Linked DNA regions of Mus musculus: regions 1, 2 and 3 are each linked to region 4. The links are chromatin contacts, called in public promoter capture Hi-C maps. All regions are on one chromosome and are shown on one strand. Each heading gives the region's core, a stretch centred on a gene start, on an enhancer-like site or on the middle of the called end of the contact. The rest is flanking DNA. Distances are from core to core; before and after follow the strand shown. Region 1 holds the start of Fbln7 (fibulin 7). Region 2 holds the start of Chchd5 (coiled-coil-helix-coiled-coil-helix domain containing 5). Region 3 holds the start of Ttl (tubulin tyrosine ligase). Region 4 holds the start of Idh3b (isocitrate dehydrogenase 3 (NAD+) beta).

Region 1 (3,442 bases), core at 609-3,108, 1.4 Mb after region 4:
AGGCTATGCTTGGCGTCGAGGGGCTGAGAAAGCCTGGCCAGGGCACGGCAGGGATTGGATCTTAGTGTCGCAAGAGCATGTTCAAAGTGAGGCAAGCTCAGTGCTGCCTCTGCACCAGATTACCAGTTGCCCTAATCTCACTATTTCCCACCTCGCCCCGTGGGACAGATGCCCACCCACTATCACGAGATGATTGGTCTCCGGAACGTCTACTCTTCTCATGCCCTGCCCCTTTGCAGCCTGGGATGGGGGAGCCCAGTGGAGATGTATCTTCTGTGCTTCTGGCACTGGGCATGGGGTGAAGGTTTGGTTTGGCTTTGTAATCTGCAAAACTAGGGAGATCCCATTGCTCTGGTGGGTGGGCTCACAGTAGCCCCAGGCTGGGTCCTGGCCATTTGGCTGTTGAGCAACTTCCTGTGACTCCCACTCATTACCTTCCGCACTAACAGGAGCAGGTCTGATCTAAACCAAATTCTCCAGGCTCGGAAAGCCTTGCTGCACCCCAGGGGACTTCTCAGTATCCCCGGGGAAACTTGCCAGTGCACAGCAATTTAGCCCCAGAACATGGAGCATGGACAAAGATCAGGTCAGAGTCCAGTCAGAGAGGGAATTTATACCACTTCTTCCTGACTGGGTGGTCTTAAAGAAGGATCTGGACACTCAGCAGGCACCCAGCCTCCCTGCACATCCTGCAGCTGTTTATGCTGCTGTTGGCATGGTTGAAGAAGCTGCTTCAGGACTCTCGTTGAGGGACCTCTGTCTGCTGACACGCGTTTGATGGAAGCTGACCTGAACCTGACAATACAAAGTCTCTCAAATACATTTTTATTTACAGTCTCAATTTTAAAAGTCAGTTTCCAATGGTTAATAAAATAATAATAATAATACTTATTGTTGTTGTTGTTGTTATTGTTATAAAATCTAGCCAAGCAAATAAATCCAGTGGGATTTGGAGACGTAAATGTCAAAAAAAAAAGAGAAAGAAAGAAAGGAAGGAAAGAAGGAAGGAAGGGAGGGAGGGAGGGGGAGCGAGGGAGAGAGAGAGAGAGAGAGAGAGAGAGAGAGAGAGAGAGAGAGAAAGAAGGAGAGAAGGAGAGAAGGAGAGAAAGAGAGAAAGGGAAAGGGAAAGAAAAGAAAAGAAAAGACCCTGCTGTTCATATGGGTGTGTAAGAAAATATAATTGCAACTCTGAGGCTTCGGGTGCTCAGGATAGGACCACCTGAGGATCCATCAGGCCACTGGTAAGAATTTCTGAGAGTGGTTAGGGTGTGGTGGCAGCAAGAATATTTCAGTTAGAAACGTAAATGTTGGGTTTGGAGAGCACGAACATTCTCTAACAGAATTGGGCGGCCAGGTGTTCTCACCAAGACCCACAAAAGACCAGTGTCTCAGAAATCCTTGGGTAACTTTCCCGGGCTGGCGATTCCCACGCGGAGCCACCTTCTCCCGTTGGGCTGCAGCAGCCCAGGTCGCCTGCAATGACAGATGGAGGACCCCGCTCCTCTCTCCATCAACCAAACCCCAGCCCTAGACTCCGCTCCAAGTCCCAACTCCAGCACAGGAGTGGAGCATGGCATGCCCTGGCCTCGGCGCTACCTCCTTGGGAAGCGGGACTCCAAGACGCACTGCGGGGGACACTGACCTGGAAAGCCCGCGCTCCGGGGCTGGCGAGGAGCAGCAAGAGGAGGAAAAGCGCGCGCTGTGAGCCCGGTCCCATCTTGCCACTCACAGCCTTGCTGCTGGGGAAGGCAGGTCGCTGTTCTCTGGCCGCAGTGCGCGGGTCCCTTGCAGCTTCCAAGGCCACTAGTCCGCAGCCGCCTGCACGGGACTGTCCCGACGACGCGGGGAGGCGCCAGCCCTGTGGCGGAGGCGAGAGAGGAGGAGCTGTGGAGCCTGGAATGCGCCTGGGAGCTCGCCCAATCCTCTGCTCTGGGAAAAGAACGGGTGCGACGCCTCGCGACCAAGGGTGGCCAGTGTCCACCCTGGGCTGCCCCACTGTCCGCAGTCCCCACTGCCCGCCGGGAGAGACCTAGGCCCCTGCCAACTACACGCGGCTGATTGATGAGCCAAATTTAGGACTGTCCCACTTCAAAGCCCACATAAGGACATCTTCCTCTAGGACAACAGAGAACAGGGTTAGTATGGCAGAAAGATGGCCTTCATAAATTGGACCAGGTTAGACCGTCTCTTCTTAAACCGTGGGCCGAAAAAAATGGGAGCTGAGTTACTGATTTTAGCAAATGGTGAGGCACGAAACCAAAAATTAATTCAAAATCAAATATAATGAATCCAAGGTATCCTTGGTCTCCATAACTGCTACTGGTCAGATGTCCAGGGGCACCACGGGAATGATCACACACGCACACACACACACACACACACACACACACACACCTAGGACACTTGGCTCAGATCTCAGACTAACTTATGTTACGAAATGAAGTGGTTTTACTGTACACGCTAAGTTTTTTGCTACTTTGTACTACTTACTTATATGAGGTGGTGTGCTCCGTGTGACAATTTTATAACCAAACAATCAATTTAGGGGGGGAAAAAAGTCAAAACTGCTTCTTATTCTTCAATATCAAATATTCAGCCAAGATTTAATTCTTCATGTAAAAATTAATAAAGCATATCAAATTTCCTTTAATTTTAATAAAGGATAAAATTATATTTATAGCAAATAATTACTTTAAAATAAATTTATGATTTATTACCAGTACGTGTTTGATCTGTACACTTCTTCATGTGCCTGAATTCCTAAGGTTGCAGAAATATTTCTCAGTGAAAAGAGACTGAGAGCAAGAAGTTTAAAGGGCTCTGAGTTAGACTAAGTCACCCTTTGGACAACTCTGCCAGTTTTTAAATCAATTCTCCCTAGGGCTTTTGGAAGGCGCGTGCTCAGTGACTAAGTTAAGAGGGCGCATGCTCAGTGACTAGGTTAGGAGGGCGCATGCTCAGTGACTAAGTAGGGCACATGCTCCGTGACGAAGAGTCTACAGCCTTCCTTCTAGTTTTCCGTCTGTTTCCCAAGGGTTTAAAGTAAAGGCCCAGCTACAGAACACGCCTGGGGTCTAGTTAGGTAACAGCCCTGTGACAGGCATGGAATTGAGGTTCCTGTACTCAGGCTATGAGTGAACCAGATGTCTCGGACCTCTCTACTCCTGGAAAACGTAATTTAGTTCTCCCTGCAAGGACATTTTGTGAAGCTCACTCTTCTGTATGGAATGGTTCTGAGCTGCTTTAGATGGAAAGCAGAAGGCAAGCCGAGAGTCCTCTCTTGGCCTGTTAGAGATGCTATAACAAAGTACTCCAGACTAGGCAGTGTACAAACAATACAATGTGTGCCGCGAGGCTCTGCAAGCTAGGTTCAAGATCAAGGCATCCACAGGCAGAACTGATGTCCGTAAAGTTTACTTCATCCTCACTTGTGGGAACAGAC
Region 2 (3,579 bases), core at 398-2,897, 1.2 Mb after region 4:
TAAGATGTCCTCTGAGTCCATTCTGAGACCATCACATAAGGACTGGAAAGGACAAGATGAGCCAACACACTAGCCCAAAAGAAGGCGAGAAAGAAAAGGCAGAGCTGCAGGGACAGAGAGCCCAGAGGTGCTCAGATGAGGGCGGTCGAAGGTGTGAACTTTCCCTTGGAGAGATCCAGCAAGAGCAGCAAGGGAGGGAGGGTTTCTCACGCTTTCCTCCATTTCTGCCAAATCCAGAACATTTTAAAGACTTTTTCCTAATGGCTACATCAATAACAGTTTAGTATTTCAGACATATTGTATATGTATTTATGTATTGTATACATTAGCAAGATCCTTTTCTGTGCACCCCTCCACCTCACCCCCTCACCCCTACCAGCACAGCTGGAAAGTAGTGAAGGGGACACAGTGGCTGAGGAAAGGAAGAACACAGGATCCAGTAAGAATCAGGGACTTTGTTCCAGTGTGAATTGGTGGCCACCAGAGAGTTTTAAGCAAGGGATTATCATTACTAGAATCCAGGTCATTATATGGAACACAGAGGGTCTGGCAAGCCGGGGAAAGGCTGGGGCAGGTGCCCTGGCAGAGGGGAGTGTGAAAGGTGGTGACAAGCAGAGGCATGTCCACTCGGGGACAGAGAACCATGGTTTTTAGATTCTTGGATGCATAGCCAAGGCCATGTATGGGAATGGGGCTGGGACTGGTTCTGGAAGGTATTTAAACTAGAAAATGAAGGGAGTTGTGAAAGGAAAAAGCTACGATCAAGTTAGCCTCCTTTACCTCTCCAGTTGTGGGTGAACTTGGTGGCTGCACCTGCTCTGCACACTGCAGGAAGCGGCGCATGTGTTCAGCACAGTTGCCCACTGCTGCCTCATTCAAGCGAAGACACTTCTCAAAGGCTTCAAAGGGCTCAGCACAGGCCTGGCGGATCTGGCGGATGATCGGGCTGTGGGGGGTAGGGCATTTTAGACCCTGAAGCATTCAAACCCTACTGCCTGGCACCCTCTAGCCCCCAGTTGTACACTCACTGGGAGGACGTGCAGCGAGCAATGCTCATCTTAAGGTGGTGACAATCTCGATGCCACGACTCTGGCTTGGCTGCCACACATTGGCCATACTGATCCAGCTCTCGGCTGCAGTATCGAGCAGTGACTTCCAGGGCTGCCTGCCTGTGGGACAGGGTAAACTGAAGATAATCTCAAGAGAAGGCAAGAAAGAGTTCTGATTTTGATCTGTGATTGGACTAGTCTGGATTGGGGGTGGGGGGTGTAAAGATCCTGTGATAGGGACAACCAACGAGGGGCAGAAATAAGCGCCGATCCCTGCGCGTTGTGGAACAAGGTGGGATTTCCCGGGAGATCGTGGAAGTCCTAAGACAAAAAGTCTGGCTATTGTGAAGCAGGCCTGGAGTCTTGAATTCAGTCATTTCCCGTTGGGGACCGTGCAGTCTGACAAGCATGATCTAGAGTTATAGGGAGTTGTAACTCACATCTCCAGGCGAATTCAAGCGCCGATCAGTCAGGGAGAAGAGACCCGCCTTTTCCGGTATCAGGTTGTTATGGCGGCGCCCAACCCAGACCTCCTGGCCTCACTCTTCCGGTCGTCGAGCGTCCCTGCCACTCATCCCACATTGGTCCAACCTTCATGGCTGTGTCCTGCTTTGCTTTCCGCCTCACTGCCTATCCGGGAGGAGGCCCCTGTAACTACTTCCGGTCCGTCAGCTATTTTAGTTTATTTACTTCCGGCTTGTGGTGGTCGCGTTTAGTGATCACCGGAAGCAGGACTTCGGCCGTGATCGAGCAGCCAGGCACAGAGCACCAGAGCTGGTTCCCTGTAGGTCAGATCTACAGCCGCTCGCGCTGCCACTTTCCCGGCTGGAGTTGAGGCCACCGGCCCGCGTGACTATGGCTCGGCACACGCTGCGGCTGAGGCGGCAGCTGTGCCCGCCGCTGCTAGTTTAGGAACACGGGGATTGCCCTCTCAGGCTGAGCTACCAGTGGCTTTCCGCCACTGCGTATTCTCCTCCTGACTTTAGTTCCAACTTGACGGAAAGGAATGATCTTAAACGCCACATTGGGCTTCCCATCCGATTATTCACTCAGACATGTCCTTTTCCTGCCATAGGTGGTAAAGGCAGGATGAGAGTGGGTTTTATTGCTTGCTCCTTGCAATCGTGCACAAATTATTTTCTTTGTAATTTCCTTAGGTGGTGTTTGCACCCTCTCCACATTTGCCTTCAGATTATAGGGCTAGACCTGGAAGTTCATTTCCCTGTAAGGCTAAATATTCCTCATATGGAGAGGCCTAAGCTAGAGAAAATGAGCGGTAAGGTGATTACCTTAGCACGCAGTTGTAAAATGAGAACGACTGCTTTGGCCTTCATAATATACAGTGACACTTTCATTTTTGGGAAACTTGACACTCCACACTTCTAGTTTCCTTTTGTCTGGTTGCTGTCAAAAGAGTCATTAAGAATGGAATGGAGAGAACTAGATAACCCTAAGGTTTGAAGTGAAGCGGATCTGAGAAATGCAGGTCTCAAGAGTGCTTCTGTTACTGGGGTTCCCTTCTGGGGAGCTCATTAATGAAAGAACTTTAAAAGGTACTCATTTAGGACAATCAAGGGCAATGTTATTGGTCTGAGAGAAAACACCAGGACAGGCACGCTGTAAATGTCAGTAGCCGCTAAGAGGGAGCAGGAAAAGGAAACTAGGGACATGTGTGTGATGTACATGTGTGCAGGCAGAGGCTGGCGGCAGGTGGCTTCCTCTATTGCTTGACACCTGAAGCTTTTTGGAGACAGGGTGTCACTGAACCTTAAAACCCACCAGTGAACATCCAGGAGCTGTCTCCTCATCCCAACACTGGGATTCCAAGTCTGCCCTACCATGCCTTTTCTGCAGGTTTTTATGCAGGTGTTGGAGATCCACAACTCAGGTCTTCCTGCTTGCATAGCAAGCACTTTAGTCAGCCATTCCTTCACTCCCTCCCCTATTTCTTATGAAATCAGGTAACTATCTTATGACGCAATAATTGCTTCTTGAACGTTTGTCCCAGATACAAGAAGTTTATATCTACACACAAGCATGCATGTGGCCTTCCAGAGAAGCTTTCTCTCTTAGTGCCCCAAACTGGAATCAAAATGTCCTTCAAAGTGGATGGCAAAAGTAGGTCACCCATACTGTGGAGTACTATACAGCAATGCAAAGGCATGAACTCACACATACAACTTCCACAAATTTAAAGTAAACTGTTAAGTAAAAAAGAAAAAGTCCATTTCAGAATATGCCATGATTCTATTTACATGTATTTCTTGAAATTATTGAGAATATGTTGAAGGGTTAGAGATAATGAGAGAAGACACAACAGGACAAGCTTGTAATAATGTCCTGTGTGTAACAGCAATCTACCCAGAGGATAACAGTCCATGCAACTAACTATACATAAGAGCACATAAAACTGCCAAGTCTGAGTAAGCGCCCAGGTTGTCTTAATGTCACATAGATTTTTTTAGTCAAGAATCTACAATTTAAGATCAAAAGTTAATTTTAAAAAATTTAGCGAGGTATTGTGGGATAT
Region 3 (3,144 bases), core at 248-2,747, 1.2 Mb after region 4:
ATCAGTTTCTAAGCACATTTTCTAGTCTGTGACGTCTGAGTCTTCCAACCACCACTCCATGGAGTCGCCACGCTAGAGTATAAACATGTATAATAATGAAAAGTTGTCCCTGAACTAATTCAGTAAGACTAAGCCTTAACAAACTTCATTCCATAAGCCATCATAGCTTGCTGTGGCTATAATGTCACCCAAGTGCCCTATGCAAGCTTGCCAAATTGCCTGTTAGTTCCAAACAAACTGCTTTCCGTTTAGCCTCATCCACCGCTGACCACACCTATGTCTGAAAAAAACCTCTCCTCTTCAGGACACGGGACACTACTTTCTGGGGTGTTTGCTAAGGTAGAGATGCCCCCCTCCTCTTCTGTCCTTGAAATACAAATGATCCCACCCCCAAGTGAAATTCTGGAAAAGAACCAGACACCCAGAGAGAGGCAAGCCCTCCCCAGATGACTATGTAGTGAAGGGACCATGAGACCAGGTTCAAGTCTGTGGGATGCTAGTTGAACCCATTAGGACAACTTCAAGATTACGTCATTTAAAAGGGAGTTGCTGTCCCTTCCTACATGAGAGTACGCGAATAGAATGGTACCAAGCCAGTTTCGCACATGTGGATGAGGAGAGCAAAAGTCACCCAAGATCGTGTAAGAAAACATCACTAAATGCAGCTGCAAATGTAAACTTTTGGTGCAGCTAAAGGAAAGGTCTGAAATGGAACAGCTCCCCACGCTCCAGCTTCCCTGGAAGCTCCTGCTTTGGGTAAGTCAGTGAGTTTTCTCCAAATTCCCTGCCGGTTCATCTTGGCCTCCGGGTAACCCAAGCCTCGGCGGTTTCAACTCCCCTTCCACGCCCACACCACACAGAGCTGAATCCTAAGTGGCGGAAAGCTGCAAGATGACTGATGCGGGCCCAGGGAAGCAGGGGAACCAGGCCGACACCCTGAGTGCGGGTATAGGTCACTGTCAGCAGACAGGGCAACCGCACCCAGACTCCGTTCCAAATCCAGCTACGGGTTTAGGTCTTGCTAGACCCATTTTATATCTGCTAAGGTGAGCTCGCGCCTAGGGAAGATTAATGACCTTAAAAAACAAAAGCGCTCGCTCTCCGATTCATGCGCGCAGCGGCCACGAGGGAAGGGCTCACCTAGTCTCCCGAAGGGCAGTCGGTTCCTCTCCCCCAGCATCAGGTTGAACCTGGGGTTGTCTCGCCGTAGCCTCTTCCAGTAGCCGGTGGCCAGCAGCAGCCGGGAGACCTCGGCGTAGACGCTGCTATTCTCGTCGCGCACCACGAAGGTGTACATGGCGAAGGGCAGCGCGCCCCGCAGCCGCTACACGAGTCCAGGGCACGGCGGCCCCGCGTGCACACTGCCCCAGCCTCAGCCTCAGCCCCGCTGTCGGTCTAATTCCAGGGCCGCGCCTCCGGATTACCCTAGTGTCTGCCCTGGGCGCCCGCGCCACCGCCCGAGTGGCGAGCGCCACCCGGACGCCGCGCCCACCCCCAGCGCCCCGCCCACCGCCGGCGCCCCGCCCACGACCGTGATTCCGCGCGGCGCTAAGGGCAGGTCTGCGGGTTGCGGCGGCAGGAGCTCCCAAGCAGGGCCCACCAGGGCCGCCCCGCCACTCAGTGTGTGGCCGGTGACATGGGTCTCAAGTGTGGCTGCAGTAATAGCAAACTGCGGTGGAGAGACCAAGGGAAATAATTCCAGCTGCGCCATAGCCCGCCAATATCCCTTTCCGCCCTCTGTCTGGGTCTTCCACCAAGTTCAAAATCAGATTTGGTGGATGAAACAAAAGATCCAGGCATGGGTGTAGCTCAGTTGGTAGAGTGCTTGCTTAGCCAGCACTGAGCTCTGGGTTTGATCTGGGTGCGGTAAAATCGGACACATGTCAGGAGCCATAATGGGACAAGCTAATAACTAGCAGGTGATCATCCTGAAGTAGCCTGCCTTGGATTATTATATAATCTGCGACAGTGAGCCCTCATTAAGCAAGGCTATGAGGGACTCATTTTAGGAAAGATTCCTGCTGAGATAGAACAAAGGCTGTATTGCTTAATCCTCCCCTGATAGGCTACAGGTGTTAATCGCCTAAGCCAGCAAGCAAGCCCTCAGAAAGAGCAAGAAAGTTTTTAGGACTTTTTAGAAGTTATCATCAGCATTTCAGTATAATTAGAGAGCTAGAAAGCCCCAAGACCCTCAGACGTTAAAGCCATCACCAGAGTCCTTACTCTGTGACTCCACTGCTACCCCTGGCCCGGGCCAGGAGGCTCCCAATGTTCTAATTTGGCACCCGAACAGCGACATTGAATAAGGTAAGTGGACACAGATAGGACTCTTAACTGGGTCTTACAAATCCATTGGACAAGGAGTGTGCAGTTAAATTGTCTTCTGCCATCAGTAGAGGCGGATAGTTGGGGCCATCAGTTCCTGGTTGGGTACCATCAGTGCCCATGTTAAGCCAGGAGCCATCAGCTCTGGCTTTTATTGCCTGCTGCCATCAGCAGAGGCTGATACTAGGTGCCATCAGTGCCTAGCTGTTCTGTTGGAAGCTATCAGCACCCGTCTTAGGTCAGAAGACATCAGTTCTGGGTTGTGTGCATTTCATGGGTATCTCTCAAGATGGGACAAAGTGAATCTACAGATAGAGAGTTCTTTACAGATATTAATAAGTATACTCTTAAGAAAAGAGTCTTAGCTGGGCAATGGTGGAGCACGCCCTTAATCCCAGCACTTGGGAGGCAGAGGCAGGCGGATTTCTGAGTTCGAGGCCAGCCTGGTCTACAGAGTGAGTTCCAGGACAGCCAGAACTATATACAGAGAAACCCTGTCTCGAAAAACTAAACCAAACCAAAACAAAACAAAAAACCCGAAAGAAAGAAAGAAAGAAAGAAAGAAAGAAAAGTCTTTAAGGTTAAAACTAGCCATCTGACTGACTTTCTTCAGTTTGTACAGTCAGTCCCTGGCTCCCAGAAAGGGGAAGTTTAGATGTGGATACATGGAAGAAGTTAGGGTTAGATATTAAAAACTGGTTTATAGAGAATGGAGGAAAAGGTGTGCCCCTTACAGCATTTGCTCTTCGTTTGCTATTTGGAATACACTTGAGGAAACATTAGCAGATGACAGAAAGGCCTTAGGCGCCCAAGCAGCAT
Region 4 (3,173 bases), core at 185-2,684:
TGAAAATGGCCAGTTTGAACTGGAGAGAGAGAGAGAGAGAGAGAGCCCAGCTGCTTCCTGATCTTGCTGCCGTCCCTTCCCCTCTGTGGTGACTGGGGTCTCCTGGAGCCATGAGCTAAAGTAAATCTGTTCTTTCGAAAGCTGCTTTTGTCTGTGTTTTGTCCCAACAATGATAAAAGTAATTGATACAAGTCCATTAGGCAGGCATGGGGTACACGCCTTTAATCCTAGCACTTAGAAAGCAAAGAGGCAGGTGGATCTCTCTGAGTTCCAGGTCAGCCTGGTCTACATAGGAAGTTATAGGTCAACCAGGGATATAAAGAGAGATCCTGTCTCAACAAAACATACATGCCTGTTCTGATACACTTTCCGTGTAGCACTCAATAAATTATATGAGATACTCAACATTCTATTATAAAATAGACACTGGGTTTAGCAATCTAATGGAGTTTTGAGAGGAGATGATATAGAGGACCCGCCCCCCATCCAGGATCCCTGGGGACATAACTAAGCAGCTAAATCAATGTCAGTAACTCTTTATTTCCAGAAGTAGTGGGAGAGAAACTATCAGCTATCATGATGAATGAGTTTTCTGTTTACTGCATGAGAACAAATTCATGAGTGAAACACACACAGATCTATAATCAAACTATTGAAAACACACCATTTCACCTGTAATACATACATGGCTAGAGGTGCCCTGCAGGATAGTTATAATCTTCATCATATGTACAAAGGAGAATGTACAGGGATATACACAGCAATGTTGCTGAGAAGAGCCCAAATCAGATTTCATACTAGGTATCTGCCTATTTAAGAAAGGATTAAGCAATTTAGTAAATTTAAATTATAGCATACTATACAGTGGAGCAAAAGAATTAGCTTTTATTTTTCAGCTTCTTTTTTTTTTTTTCCAGGATGTGGTGGTGCACACCTTTAATTCCAGCACTTGGGAGGTGGAGGCAGGCGGGTCTATGAGTTTGAGGCCAGCCTGGTCTACAGAGCTACCTCATCAACTCCAAGTTAGTTTTCTTATCATAACCAGTTTTCTTTGTAATCTGAATTATTTTACCTATTTAAAAGAATTCTAAGTGACTAACAGTGAGTACTAGTTAAGAGAATAACGCATAACAGAACATTCAAACATTCACAAATTCCCAAGACTTCTCAACTTATTGTTAAACTCACATCCTTGTTCAATACTTGGCCATATATATTTGGATGTTGTTTTGAATTTTCAAGAGAAATTAAATCTGACGAGTGAAAACAAAGCAAACAGACAAACTGGTTGTGTGTCCTGTGACCCTACATTACCAAACAGAAGGAGAGAACTCAAGTGAATCCGTACACACCGCCGATTGGTACGGGAGAAAGAACCGCCAAGCTCGCCAGGGCTGACAGGAAGTCCAGCTCCCACGACCGCGCTCGCTTCCGGCGTCACTTCCCCCGCGACTTCCTCGGCCGAACATGGCAGCGCTGAGCAATGTCCGCTGGCTGACCCGAGTGAGGCCCGGGACGACCTGAGCGGAGGGTGGGCGGGAGAACAGAGGGTTTGTCCGCGGTTTCCAAAAGAAGGCAAGGTCATCGCGGTGTAAGGGGCCGCGGTGTCCCCGATCTGACCTTGTGTCTGTCGCAGGCGGTGCTCGCCGCTCGGAACTCCGGGGCATGGAGAGGTCTCGGAACATCTACGGCTCACGCCGCTTCCCAGAGCCAGGTACGCTTGAGTCCAGCTTCGTTCTCGCCCATCCTTGTCGCCTCCTTGCCGCTCCCCTGGGTTTCCCCTCCCCACCTCTTTCCCTCTGACTCCCACTTCTGCCCCTGCTCCATCTCTGCTGGCCCCACTCACAGGCACAAGATGTGAGGGTGGAGGGTGCCTTTCCTGTGACCATGCTGCCTGGAGACGGCGTGGGGCCAGAGCTCATGCATGCTGTCAAGGAAGTGTTCAAGGTGAATAGCCCGGGGCGGGGGATGGGTGGCGGATCAGGCTACAGGGATGGATGGGTTGTTGGAAAGTTCAGACCTGACCCAGCCCTGTGCTTGGACTTATCCCTGAAGGCTGCTGCTGTCCCTGTGGAATTTAAGGAGCATCATCTGAGCGAGGTGCAGAATATGGCTTCTGAGGAGAAGCTGGAGCAGGTGCTGAGTTCCATGAAGGAGAACAAAGTTGCCATCATTGGTTTGTATGGCACTCTGTCATTTAAGAGCAGTGTTCATAAAGCCCCTCTCTCTGCAGTGTGTATATATCAGTTTTCCAGACTGGCCTCTACTGACATTTAGGAATTTGTTTCTTCTCAGTGGCAAACCAGGAGTTAGTGATGTCAGGAAGGGGTTGGGACCTGCTGAGGCTGTGTCACCGGGGTCAGACCCTGTTAGTTGTGTCTGCGTGCCCATTCTTTTTTGGTTTGTTCATTTATTGTTTGTTGTTGTTGTTGTTGTTGTTGTTAGTTTTTCCAGGTAGGGTTTCTCTGTGTAGCCCCGGCTGTTCTGGAACTCTCTGTAGACCAGGCTGGACTCGAACTCACAGAGATCTGCCTGCCTCTGCCTCTCTGCTCTCTGCCTCTGCCTCCCAAGGGCTGAGATTAAAGGCACGGCCACCCTAACCCAGTGTGCGCTGATCATTCTAACCACTCCATTTCTTCTCTTGTGCTGTTTTATTCCCCATATTGGATTTTTAAAAATTTATTTATTTATTTATTTATTTAGCTTGTAGGTTTCCTCCTATAGACCCACTTTCTTGGACAGCCTCACTTGCAGGGCCAGCTTTTGCAGAGGAAAGTCAGTTCTTTATAATCTGGCCCCTGATGTTCCTGTTTTCCTTTCTACAATTTGTTCTGTGCGTTGCTCACAATCCGCTGTCCTAATTGTCCTGTATATGTCACTGTGTCACCTATCAGGATCTCCACTCACTTGTGGCATTAGTTTCCTATGACTGCCATTGGATGCTACTGAAAATAACATATATAATTCAGTTCCTGAAGCTACAGTCCCTCTAAGTTCCTTGGGGCAAGTTTGATCCTCACCAGCAAAATACCCAATTTCCTTTTCTTGTTTTTTCTTTGTGCACAACTACTATCAAATGGCAATCAACCAACAACCCCTCTCTGCTTCTCAGGACCCTAACATTTCTATACCCTCTTGAAAAGCTCCCACAATTCTAAATGTTACATAATCAC

The links. Promoter capture Hi-C pulls out the DNA fragments that hold promoters and counts their contacts.
Region 1: a contact with region 4 is called in a promoter capture Hi-C map of liver, with 4 times the contacts expected there. The contact joins the promoter of Fbln7 here to the promoter of Idh3b in region 4. A contact is called at or near these places in 2 of 39 promoter capture datasets (both in liver) and 2 of 115 datasets of contacts at active chromatin or transcription factors (astrocytes and pancreatic cancer cells).
Region 2: a promoter capture Hi-C map of liver shows a contact between it and region 4, with 5 times the contacts expected there. The contact joins the promoter of Chchd5 here to the promoter of Idh3b in region 4. A contact is called at or near these places in 7 of 39 promoter capture datasets (the 3T3-L1 cell line, the C10 cell line, embryonic stem cells and 3 more), 2 of 115 datasets of contacts at active chromatin or transcription factors (astrocytes and embryonic stem cells) and 3 of 9 other capture datasets (adipose tissue, liver and pancreatic islet).
Region 3: a promoter capture Hi-C map of liver shows a contact between it and region 4, with 4 times the contacts expected there. The contact joins the promoter of Ttl here to the promoter of Idh3b in region 4. A contact is called at or near these places in 3 of 39 promoter capture datasets (liver and neutrophils) and 1 of 115 datasets of contacts at active chromatin or transcription factors (astrocytes).

The regions. Positions count from the first base shown.
Region 1 is chr2:128,862,348-128,865,789 of GRCm38.p6, reverse strand. Fbln7 (fibulin 7) reads right to left here and starts at 1,858. Exons shown (of 8, transcript NM_024237.4): 1 at 1,643-1,858. The coding sequence starts at 1,717.
Region 2 is chr2:129,127,768-129,131,346 of GRCm38.p6, reverse strand. Chchd5 (coiled-coil-helix-coiled-coil-helix domain containing 5) reads right to left here and starts at 1,647. Exons shown (of 4, transcript NM_025395.3): 1 at 1,490-1,647; 2 at 1,029-1,169; 3 at 781-946. The coding sequence starts at 1,491. It also overlaps a transcript of Polr1b not described here.
Region 3 is chr2:129,064,300-129,067,443 of GRCm38.p6, reverse strand. It overlaps Ttl (tubulin tyrosine ligase), which reads right to left and starts at 1,497. Exons shown (of 7, transcript NM_027192.2): 1 at 1,141-1,497. The coding sequence starts at 1,297. It overlaps Vinac1 (vinculin/alpha-catenin family member 1), which reads left to right and starts at 1,535. Exons shown (of 11, transcript NM_001370941.1): 1 at 1,535-2,307.
Region 4 is chr2:130,282,712-130,285,884 of GRCm38.p6, reverse strand. Idh3b (isocitrate dehydrogenase 3 (NAD+) beta) reads left to right here and starts at 1,434. Exons shown (of 12, transcript NM_130884.4): 1 at 1,434-1,503; 2 at 1,637-1,714; 3 at 1,849-1,947; 4 at 2,056-2,176. The coding sequence starts at 1,468.